2 separate regions of the Gossypium hirsutum genome follow, and region 2 is linked to region 1. The links are chromatin contacts, called in public Hi-C maps. All regions are on one chromosome and are shown on one strand. Each heading gives the region's core, a stretch centred on a gene start, on an enhancer-like site or on the middle of the called end of the contact. The rest is flanking DNA. Distances are from core to core; before and after follow the strand shown.

Region 1 (5,969 bases), core at 54-2,553:
ATCATATTTATATTTTACTCGGTCCATATAATTATGACTTTAAAGAAAAACTAGCACATTTATTAATCATTCTTTGACAAATAAAATACCCAATTTTTATTTATTTGTCGGTCGATAGATTTATTTTAGGTGGTAGCGAGAGAAGTTTATTTTTTAAAGGTTAAAATATGTTACAAGTTCATGTTTTATTTATAGATTTTAGATTTTTATGTTTATAAATTTAATTTTTTTTATTTTTTTATTTTAAATTTCAGATTCTAGTATTATTTTTTGTTAAATTTGTTAGTGTGATAATTTAAAATAAAAGAAATACTCATTTGGTAGTTATGTATTTAACATAATAGTGTTAACAATTGGATAAATAATAAAAATAGTCACTTATGTTATAGAGTGATCACTTTACTGTTAAGCTCCGTTACTTCTCTATGTGGCAGTATAAATAGATTTTAAATGCTATCTTCGATGTCTAGTTGTTGGGATAAAAATAGGTTTTTAATTAAATAAAATTAATTTGGATTGTCACGTAAGATATCTGTTAGGGAGATAACGAAGCTTAACAGTGGAGTGAGCATTTTGTAATAAAATGATAACTTAAGTGACTAAAACGTAACATTTTAAAAATAAATAATTAAAATATAATATGAAATAAATAAAAATGACTATTTTTATAAATTACCCGTTAACAACTTTACCGAATTTGTAGAATTGAAAAAGTAAAACAGATGGGATATTCTGTATTTCCTGACTTATTAAAAATATGCTATCAATAGAGAATCGACAGCAAGCACGAAAGGTTGCTGTTATTTTGGCGTATAAAACGGATGAAATTGAAAAAAACTGACAAATAGATAGAAACAATGGGAAAAAGAAAAAAGCCTTAAAAAATTGGAGTAAAATAATAATAGTTTTAAATTAAATTAAAAGATCAATCAAACAATAAAATTAAGGTTAGAAATTTAAACTCCTAAGGTTTAATTAGCCGTAGCAACCAAAATTCGACAAGTGTTGGGCTGAAACTGGATACTGCTTTATTTTTTTTGGTAATATTAGGACATAAATTTTTATTTTCATTTATGGTACATTCGTGAAGAAAATGTGTTTCACAACGTGTGAACTCTAAATTTGGATGTCGACTTACAAATTTCTTTACCACTAAATTACTGATTCAACCGTTGGCCATATAAATATTTAAAATTTTTATTATTTTTAATATTTAATTGATTACTTTAACCAATATTAATATTATTTAATAAACCCTAAATATTAATGAATAAAATCAGGTATTTCTAAAGATTAGAATAAGAAGGATTTCAATGGAGCCACCTGCACCACGGTCTATAAATAAAAGTGTATTTTGAGCTTGAAAATGGGGTACTCAATTCATTTCAATGAACTTGAATGAAATAAGTAAGTAAATATTGCTCTTTACCTCTCAACACTCCCTCGTCTCCACTGTCGCCCCTCTTCTCTTGTATTTCCTTTTGGGGATTCCGATTTGGGATATGGATACAAAGGTACTTTCCTCTGGAATCCGATATTCTAACTTACCGGAAAGTTACGTCAGACCGGAATCGGAGCGTCCCCGTTTATCCGAAGTCTCCGAATGTGAAGACGTCCCTGTTATCGATTTAGGGTGTGAGGACAGAACCCATATTATTCAACAAATTTGTCGTGCCTGCATGCAGTATGGATTTTTTCAGGTATGAAATTAATTTTCTCAATATCATCGCCTCTGTCTTTTTCCCTTTTTAGTTTTTTTGTAATCATCGATCGTATTATCCATTTTTCCAGGTAATTAATCACGGAGTTTCCAAAGAAACAGTTGAAAAAATGTTGCAAGTGGCACATGATTTCTTTGAGTTGCCATTAGAGGAGAAACTGAAGCTTTACTCCGATGACCCTTCTAAAACAATGAGACTTTCCACTAGTTTTAATGTGAATAAAGAGAAGGTTCATAACTGGAGAGATTATCTAAGATTACACTGCTACCCTCTTCACAAATATGTCCCTGAGTGGCCTTCAAATCCTCCTCCTTTCAAGTAAGTCCGTCATCTTCTTCTTCCTCGCATATACTGGTTTTGCCTCACCCTTTTTCTCTTTGAACAATGGCTATAAAATATTGAAAATCGATGCTCTAATTAGACCCATTTGTCATTTCCATTGTTTCTGTCATGCACGTTCTAATGATATGATTCAACTATAAGTTGAGTATTAAATGCATTATTTATGTTTCTTCAAAGGAGTAACAACCTAACATCATTTAAATAATCTCTTTGACATTATGCATGGAATCACAGTACGAGTCTTTTAATTTTTCTCTTACTTGATTTGAGCACGTGATAAAATAAAACTGATAAGGTATTTTTTTGAATTTTTTAAATTTAAATAAGATCTTCTGAATGTTCTGAAACTTTAGTACCGTATAATTGATTTTATATTCGATTGATCATAACTCATATCAATTTTTTTTCCTTTGTCCCTACAAAATATCTCAAGATATTTTCTTGGTAGATTTTAGTACTTTTTAAGGTGACCTTAAAGGTGGAATTTTAGTGTTCTTCCTTTTGCTAATTAACCAAGTCATAAAGCATACTACATATCAAAGGAAAAGTCAAGTCCCCTCTCTTGAATTTTCCCCCTATTGGTCCCCTTCTTGTAATCTATACATGGTGTGCACTTGGCCATGTGGTCACGTGGTTTTCCTAGGAGTTTGTAGGTGGTGGTGTATTGTGGCCACTGCAATAAACATTACATAAACATGATGATCTAAGGGTTGTTTTAGATTGGCCTCCCATGGATGGATGAGTTTTGGTATGTATTTGTTGCTTATTCCATCACCAATAAAGCAACAATTACACAAAGTCAAAACTTATTAACGCTAATTAAGCTAAAAAGAAAGTTGCGTTTCTATTGGTTGGTAAAGGTGACGAAATGAAGAAAGATTCAAATCCCTCCCTGAAATAAAAAGGAAAAAAGAAAAAAAATGTACTTTTATTATGAGAAAAGTAACTGGGAATATTCCGATTTTGGATTCAAATTGTATGAACAAAATAATATTTATTTAGTTAGATATCAAAAGTTTTCGTATTCGGAAAAGGTTAAATAAGGTGCCTCTTCAGAAATTGGAAGAGTTAGAGCACGCGTAATTCACGTTTGTTGATATAAAGACTTAAAAACTACGGATGAAAGATGTCAGATTTTCAGATTTGGTTGCATGGAGTTTCAGGCTGTTGTCCGGAGAACAACCAAAATACCTGTCGGAAAATCACAGTAAAATCAGTTTACCAGTAGATCTTCAGGTTTTTTTTATTATAAAAACTCAATTATGGTATTATTTTTAAGAATAATATCATGACTGAGATAATAACAGGAATAGGTGGAAATATTAACTGAAAAGATTAATTTGTGTTTTGAGTATGAGGGGAAAAATACGAACTCTTAATATAGAGGTATTAATGGTAATTCTACCTTAATTGATCACGTATCTATACTTTTGGTCCAAAAGCAAATGTTATTTTCAGATTCATGACAAAATATTATAAAAATATCTTCTTCCATAGGGGAACACATAAACGTAATAAAGAGAAAAAGTTGTTCTTTTGATAGTGAAAAATAACAAATTTAGCCTTAAAAGAGTGTACAACTCGAGCTGGATGTTGATGCCGGAATTTATGATTACCTTAAGCCAAAATCGAATGAACACCGAGTATTATCGATCTCATCGTATAATTGGGTGGAGAGTGGGCCAATTGCCTTATCTGGTTAGATCTATCAGCTCAGACAGTGATTCAACCAGGTCTTTCTTAACCCTTCACTGTCAAGCTCCATTAGCGGAACAATAAACGGTCTACGGTGACGATGGCAACAAAACCTGAGAATAGAACCATGAAACTAAGTGTGGAGACCGAGTCGGTGTGGCTTATGATAAGAAGATTTTTAATTAGTGGTAACACTCGGCGGTGATAATGGTGATGTTGATGATGAAGTTGACATTTGACAATTGCCTTTGTGGGGGTGAATAAAAGTCCTAATGAACTTTTTTTTTATATACTCCATGCAGTGCATCTTTTTTTTATTCGAATCCAACTTTTCAGACTGCCATCATCCAAACGTATATTTGGTATCATCATCTTTTTTTCTGCATCTGCATATTTCTTTTTCCCTTCTTTTATTGTTGTTATACATCGTTTTCGAAGGGGCCTTTTTATGGTGTTTTTATTATTGGTTAAACACTTCCCCAATCAGATCGCTTTTATCTGCCCACTTGATCTCTTTTCTGTTTTTGAATTTTCTTCATGTGTTTCCAATGGACCCTATTTTGTTCTGAAATTAATATCAAAATGGGCTTTTTCCTGTTGAATTTTCTAGGAATATTGTAAGTAATTACTGTGTAGAAGTTCGAGAACTTGGGTATAGATTACAAGAATTAATATCTGAGAGCTTGGGCTTGGAAAAAGACTACATTAAGAATGTTCTTGGTGAGCAAGGCCAGCATATGGCTGTCAACTATTACCCGCCATGTCCCGAACCAGAGCTGACTTATGGATTGCCTGGACATACAGACCCCAATGCTCTTACAATTTTGCTTCAGGACTTACAAGTTGCGGGACTCCAAGTACTCAAACACGGCAAATGGCTCGCCGTTAATCCTCAACCGGATGCTTTTGTTATTAACATCGGTGATCAATTACAGGTAAACATAATATACCACTTTCAAAGGTAGCTAAGTATGATCAAGTGTGACATGTATGAATGGTTGCAGGCGTTGAGTAATGGGAGGTACAAGAGCGTGTGGCATCGAGCGGTCGTGAATGCCAATAAGGAAAGGATGTCAGTTGCTTCTTTCCTCTGCCCATTTGACCGTGCCTTGATCAGCCCCGCAAAGCCTCTCACTGAGGACGGATGTGGAGCTGTATACAGGGATTTTACTTATGCAGAGTACTACAGTAAGTTTTGGAGCAGGAACTTGGACCAAGAACATTGTTTGGAACTTTTCAAAAATTAATATCGGCTTTCGTCCCCGCCTGCTTCGGATGCTTGACTTCTATTGTTTCCACAGACTTGTCAGTTTTACCTGAATGCATGTATATTACTGCAGAATCACTAGACGGCCCCTATTATTATTATTGTTGTTATTATTATTATTCATTGCAGTACGCCATTTTTAATGCAGCATATTGCTGTATTGCTGGCCATCATTGCAGCCATTTTAGCAAGCCTACTCTGTAACTTATGATCTATATGTAGCATGGGATTGTTTTGTACTGATATTGCACTTATCTTTATTATTGTCTTCAAGCATACAGCACAACATTATCTGTAATAAAATGATTTTATGCAGATGATTTATATTATCTTTCATGAAAAAGGTTCTTGCTGTTCCTGAAACGTTCCAGATAATTCGAGCTGAGCCAGCTATCTATAGCTTTTCTGCCTACAGGCAACATTTGCCACTGCAAAGCGAACTGGATGCTGGATTCACGAAGTTATATACTGATTTAGCTGTCAGGATTTGACAATGATTTCCCGAGTTTTGCAGAAAGAAAACGGCAGCAAAGAAAAGGGGTATTTAAACAATCATCTTCTCCATGAATCATTCTCAAAGTAGAGGCTTCATGCCTTTTTAACTTTGTTTAATAGTTACAGTAAGGTAGTGGATATAATATGGTATTTCTTCTACGTAAAAACCATGAAATTTCATTCTTTATTGTTTTCTGTCAGACAAAAAGTATGTAATTCCAGAAAATCCACCTTTGAGACAACAATCACCAAGCTTCAGAATCCAAAAGCATGTAAGATTCAAACACTTTTGAGAAACTCCATGATGTTGGTGCCAAAAGCGGAACATGTAATTTGGAAGCCTTGAAATCCCGCACCCTTTGCGAGTGCCTCGAATTCCTTTGCGGTCCTCTCTTTCCCACCAGGGTTGTGAGCCAACATAATGCAATCAATATGGACAACCAACTTCG
Region 2 (6,397 bases), core at 729-3,228, 110 kb before region 1:
TCCTAATAAATAAATAAGCAATAAAAAAAAGTTTTGACAATTTTAAAAAATTGAAAGAAAAAAGTCCCACATGGTACAAAAGAAAAGAGAGAGGGGAAATAAAATAATAAAACACCAAAACCAGAAAGTCCCAAAGATAATATTCTGATGGAGAGATTGTTGAAATCTTTTGTAGGCCCATGTGGTCCCCTTTTAAGGGATATTAGAGTTAAAGACCCATGTCCCATTCACATGGCTCCCCCAATCCTGAAATACCATAATCTTATTTATTTATTTATTATATTGCTACTTTTAAAAATGGTACAACTTTACTATATTTTAGTATAAAACTAAAAACAAAATACAAGTAATAATAGCTTAGCTTTGAGTTTAAAAAGGGAAAGAGCATTATAGCAATTTGGTTTTGGTTTCCTTGGCGGTGGTAGCATTATAGAAATTTATGTTGAATCAAAAGCAAATATAACCCCAATGCCCAAATGGGAGGGAGGTCCATACCATACCCTCCTTATTCCATTGTTCCTTGGTGGAGAAACATGTCTCCCGCCACCCTTTATTTTCTTATCTTTTAACTTGCCATTGTATTTCTACGGTCAACTTTTTCATTTTCTTAGGGTGTTGGATTCAACATTTCGATTTAGTTCATTTTTATAAATTTATAAAATAATTAATATCACACCACTAAATATTTTTTTAATTAAAATCCATACGTATTAGTATTGTTTTTTTTAATATAAAATTTTGAACCTTATATATTTTTTAAAAATTATTTAATATATATAATAATTATAAATATGAAATGAAATAATTTTTAAATAAAAATTTATCATTCAATAAATTCAAAATAAACAAAGAAAAAAGGGAGAGCATTTCATACTTTAAACAATAAGATTATCACTCACAATACGATGATAGTTCCATAAGAACATATAGATAAACCTATGTTCATGAAGCTTATAAGAATTTTCATCAATACAAGAAAAAAAATGATTACTATGATTTTTTTTACACCAACTGGTATAGTCGAAACTAGTGTGAAACCCATTAGCTAATCTAAATTAAATCGATTTACACTCATTTTTACTCACCTAATGTGAAACCCATTAGCTAATCCAAATTAAGAAACCAGTACATTAAAGTGTGTGTATGTGTATGGTTTAAATGAGGGTAGGACAGAATGCAAAAAGAAAAAAAAAAGTCAGGTTGGAATTACTACATAACAAGAGATTGGGGGAAAACGGGGATGCTTGGGTTAGGGCAGGAAGCGAAGTGACAAGACAGAGTAGGGTGGTTGCACTTGTTTCATTCAAAGGATCATCATCATCCATGATCCGATCCCCCCATGGAACTGGGTTTTGGTTACAAGTTTTAGTGGCAGTGGTACCACCACCACTTCATTAACAAACACCTACCACTGCCCTTTTGTCTGATTTGAGGGACAAATTGAATATCGAGAAGGACAAAATAGAAAGATGGTAAATGTGTAATAAAAGTACTGCAAGCCTTTGATTCCAGAAATTGAATCAACATGTACAACTTGTCTTTGTTTGCAACTCAGGAAATTCGTGTTTTATTATTTTATTTTATTTTTTGTAATGAAACTCTATATATAGATATATATATATAAGAGGAGACGATTGGGTGTTCGCTCAATTGACATCAATATTATTAACAATGTAAGAATATGTGAGTTTTAGTACACTAAAATATAATTCTAAGCATTGTATCAAAACACACTAAAAAATAATTTTTTTATGTAATTTGTGAATGTATAATCATATTTGAAATATTTGAAATTATTAATAATTAAATTTCAAGGTATTCGTGTGTTTTCATCTATTATATTTTTGGGGGGAACAAAGTTTTTTTTTATTGAAAAGAAGTATTTTAGTTTTAATTTTAGGAGGGTATGTTGATAACATATCTATTATGGTTGAGATTTTATATTTTTTCATATGACGTTTCGATAGAGGGAGGTGTTTGGCTTTTCTTGTTTTTATTGCAAATTGCATGTGATGTGGGGACAACCTCTTCCAGCTGTCTGCATCCAACCCTCTTTAATTTGCCTTCCCATCTCTCTCAAGCATCAATATGCTTGTACCATATTCCTCTTTTTATATATATACACATACCATTATATATAAAATTGTTTCATATATAATTCAGTATAAAAAATACGGATTTAAGTGTGTTAAAACACATTATCTTTTTATTTAAGGGACTATAAATAGTACTAGGCATTATACCAAAAATAGATAATAAGAACCTATAATAAGATTAATGGTCAAAAAATTTGTTTCATTTATTGATCGATATTTTTTTTTAATTGTATAAGTGAAGTTAAAAAATATCATTTATGTTTAATTGTTAAAAAAAATATAATTTGATTTCCATAAAATTATTAGAGAAGGAGTAGATTGTATTTCTGGCTCTTTACTAAAAAAATAGATAAATTAATATTTATTCATTTCAAAACGTGTAAATTAATTCATCCATTAAATTATCTTCTAAATGATGATGTGGACATGCTGAAAATTATTTCTTATGGTAAAATATAAAAATAGTCACTCAAGTTTGTATTTCATTAAATGCATTTCATTTAGTCATAATTTTTTCGAAATTAAATATTTTAGTCACTCTGGACTTATGTGGGCTTTTTCTATTAATCTAGTAACACAATTAACCATCTAATGTTTATACATTCTATCAAATTGATCTTAAATATAAAAAATTCAACAAATTTAGCCCTCGATATTTATAAAATTTGTCATTTTAGTTCTAATTCTAAAAAATCAATAAATTTGGCCCTCAACATTTGCAACACCTATCAATTTAGTCCTAACTTTAAAAATTTTAAAAATATCTTCTTTCAAGTCGCTTGCAACACTTTCTTTTACTATAATTTAGACTTCACATTGGATCAAACAAATTAATTTAGACATTATTTGGAATAATTGGCTACATTACTATCCGGACAAATAACGTTTTTAATGCCTTTATTATTTTTTGGATCTTAAATCTTTGTGTTTTATCCTAACCTTTTAAAGTATAATTTAGGCTTCACACTAGATCAAACCAATTGATTTGGAACTTATTTGGAATAATTGACTGCATTACTACCCGAACTTATAATGTTTTTAATGCTTTTATTTTCTTTTAGATCTTTTTCTTTCTTTGGTTTATCTTGACTTTTTAGAATTTTTTTACAATTGACTTAAAAGTGAATACTTTTTTTTTATTTTAATAACCCACACGGGTTAACTAATGGGTTATAAATGGATAAAAATTATTTTTTAAATATTGTTAAAATTTTCAGAGTTAAGATTAAATTAATATATTTTGTAAATGTTGAGAGGTTAAATTTATTAATTTTTTTATATTTATGATCAAATTGATAGAATACGTAAACATTAAAGTGCTAATTTTGTTATTAGATTAATTTAAAAAAGCTCCGGTAAATTTAGAGTGACTAAAATATTTAATTTCAAAAAATTTAGTGACTAAATAAATAATAATAATTAGATGAACAAAATAGGATGAACGGCACAATTGGATAACTATGAACGGCACAATTGGATAACTATTTTTAGTATTTACCTATAAAAAATGTAGCATCCCAAACCCGGCCCAGACGTTATGGCCGGATCCGACATGCCACATCAAAGCGTTCAAAACATTTTATATTGTTGATCCAGAAAAACCTACTTAGTGTTTTAAAAGATAATTTCATTATAGGTTAAAGTGAATGGAAGCTGTGCACCAGGTAGGAAACCGGAAAAGAGGAGGTGAGTTATCGGACTACTTAAGTACCAAGCTCCCTTCGGATCCAATCTTAGACATGCACACCGCCATTGCCACACCTTAACGTCATGTTAAGCTCAAAAATATCGAGGGCACAGAAATCATGCACTTTGCAGTCCAAACATTGCAGCTTACCAAAAACATTAATCGATTTACCTCACGAGCATTCGCACACTCGCAAATCTACAAAATACCGGTTTTTGGCATTTCGGCTTTTCGACTTTTGCCGATCTAGACTAAGAAATAGGGTGTTAGTTACACACCTGTTTGCGACGACATACTGACGAGATCCACACACGAACCGCCTACAATTGGATTACTAACACGTTAATCTAACTATTCAAATACAAACTACGTATTAACCCTTTACGATATTCGGCCAACCACACCTACAGATCATAATAAGCTTATAAGAAATCAATAAGCAACTCATTAACAAATTTTTGTCAATGTTTACCACATAATCATAATTTCACTGCAAGCTGTCTTCCTGAGCAACAGTCACTAAATCATTTATAACTGGAGCTATGAAACTCCAAATCAAGTGCCGTTAATTTTCCCTGAAAATAGACTCATATATCTTCTATCCATAAAATTTTCAGAATTTTTGGTATGGCCAATCAATACCGGATTTTTCTTAAAGTTTCCCATGTTTCACTGTTTGACTAATCTGACCACTCTTCATTACAAATCAAATTTCTCATTGTACAGAATTCAAAATATATTCTAGTTTATTTAATTTGAAACTAGACTCATTAAGCTTTAATTACATAATTTATTCACCTTCTAACTCATCTCTCACAATTTATGGTGATTTTCCAAAGTCACGTTACTGCTGCTGCCCCAAGCAGATTTATTACCAAATCACTCTTTCACACATAACTTGCATGCATGTTATTTAAACATGTATATCACCAGTCAATCATCACATATATATGAGTTTACTTAAGTATAGTCTCCATTTCATCATTTTAAAGCATAACATGTTAGCCGATTTTTTCCCTTAGCATCTAAGGCACATGCATGCTCATTTGTTTGGCTCAACTTCACCTATCTTCCATTTTTCATCAAAAGAACATGAAACAACAACCATTTCCTTCATTTTAATTCATGACCAAAATGCTCACAACACAACCAAAAACCAAAATATGCTTCAGGAGTTAAGGTAGAATCAAGAAGAACTCATGAACATCAAGATAGAAGCAAACTACCATGAACTTACCTTCAATTTTCTTCCCCAAGTGACCGAACATTCAAGAGCTTTCTCCCTTCCTTTCTCTTCTCTAACTTTAGGCTATGATGAACAAAGATGGACAAAACCTTGTTCTTTTCACCCATTTTTCTTTTAATAAAATTTCATATTTCATCCATTTAATTCTTTAATACAAAAGACATGAAATGCCCATCATGGAACATTTACCTAAACCATTATCATGAAACATTTACCTAACCCATTATCATGGAATATTTACTTAATCCATTATCATGGAACATTTACCTAACCCATTATCAATTTGTACCATGAATTATGGATATCAAGTGCTCATATTGTCTACAACAACATGATGGCTGGCCACTTCATGTAAAATGGGAGGTTTGTCATGCAAATCCTCCTATTTTGCACTCCTATTTATTTGGCCACTTCAATTTAGCCTATAGCATTTTCAAACATTTTCACATAGGTTCTATTTTATAATTTCACTCACAAATGACAAAATCAAAGCATGAAATTTTGCCAACATTCACAGAATTCCCGAATATTGGGACGTTACAAAAAACAATCCACAAAAAAAATTAATGGAAGGATTAATCTACACATTTTAAAATATATAAAAAATAATTTATCTATTTTTTTCATAAAATACAATTCACCCCTATAGGGTTTCCTTTGTATTTTTACCGAGTCAACGTGGAGTTAAAAAAACTTACTAATAGTGTCTTGAATAATTCAATATATATATATATATATCTTTTTCGAGTTTTAGTACATATTCCCCAAACACAACCACCGACTTTCATAATTTTTGCTTTAACCCTCTTATTTCAAGACAGTGAATGATCCAGGGATCTTAATAAACGGGTATTAGGTATTATCCAACTCTATTATGATGTAGTACCTGTATGGAAATTTATTTTATAGATTTTTTTTTCATATTAATTATGGCTCTGTTTAATTAAAAAAATATAAATTATTTTTATTTAAAAATTTAGTTCAAATGTATATTTAATACGAGATCACAAATAATATAATTAAAAGAGTCTATAAAATAATTTCTCATGTTTCACAATCTTAGTTTAAATTTTAATTATATGTCAAATATGACAATAGAATAAGTTAATTGCACGTTAATATTTTTTTCGATTTCATAATAGTGTATGAAAATATTTTAATATGTTTTTTTCATAAGTTTAATATGTATTTCATAGAAAAATCATAACCTACACACAAAATTTTCGTGTTAAAATATTTTAAATTGAATTAATAATTTTCTTGAAAAGGCAATTTTTTTTATTACCTTTTTATGGGGCTGGAATGACTAACTCGATTGTTAATAGGGCTTAAAGCTTAAATGAAATTAGTTAACTAAGATGGCAAAGC

Evidence for each region. A called contact is a pair of places that touch in the nucleus more often than the background predicts.
Region 2: a contact with region 1 is called in a Hi-C map of leaf, with 1.8 times the contacts expected there. The contact joins the enhancer-like site here to the promoter of LOC107929570 in region 1. A contact is called at or near these places in 3 of 34 Hi-C or Micro-C datasets (all in leaf).

What each region holds. Positions count from the first base shown.
Region 1 is chrA12:106,382,610-106,388,578 of Gossypium_hirsutum_v2.1, reverse strand. LOC107929570 (protein DOWNY MILDEW RESISTANCE 6) reads left to right here and starts at 1,303. Exons shown (of 4, transcript XM_016861037.2): 1 at 1,303-1,700; 2 at 1,792-2,039; 3 at 4,369-4,693; 4 at 4,763-5,268. The coding sequence starts at 1,503. The coding sequence ends at 5,005. LOC107929569 (caffeic acid 3-O-methyltransferase) reads right to left here. Exons shown (of 4, transcript XM_041083642.1): 4 at 5,567-5,969. The coding sequence ends at 5,800.
Region 2 is chrA12:106,488,727-106,495,123 of Gossypium_hirsutum_v2.1, reverse strand. No RefSeq gene overlaps it. Among protein-coding and RNA genes, the nearest start is that of LOC107929567, 13 kb to the left of the region's middle. Within about 2 kb of position 1,978, at least 4 of the 9 cell types and tissues checked have an H3K27ac peak or open chromatin away from gene starts, as enhancers often do. A contact at or near this core is called in leaf, where this site is marked.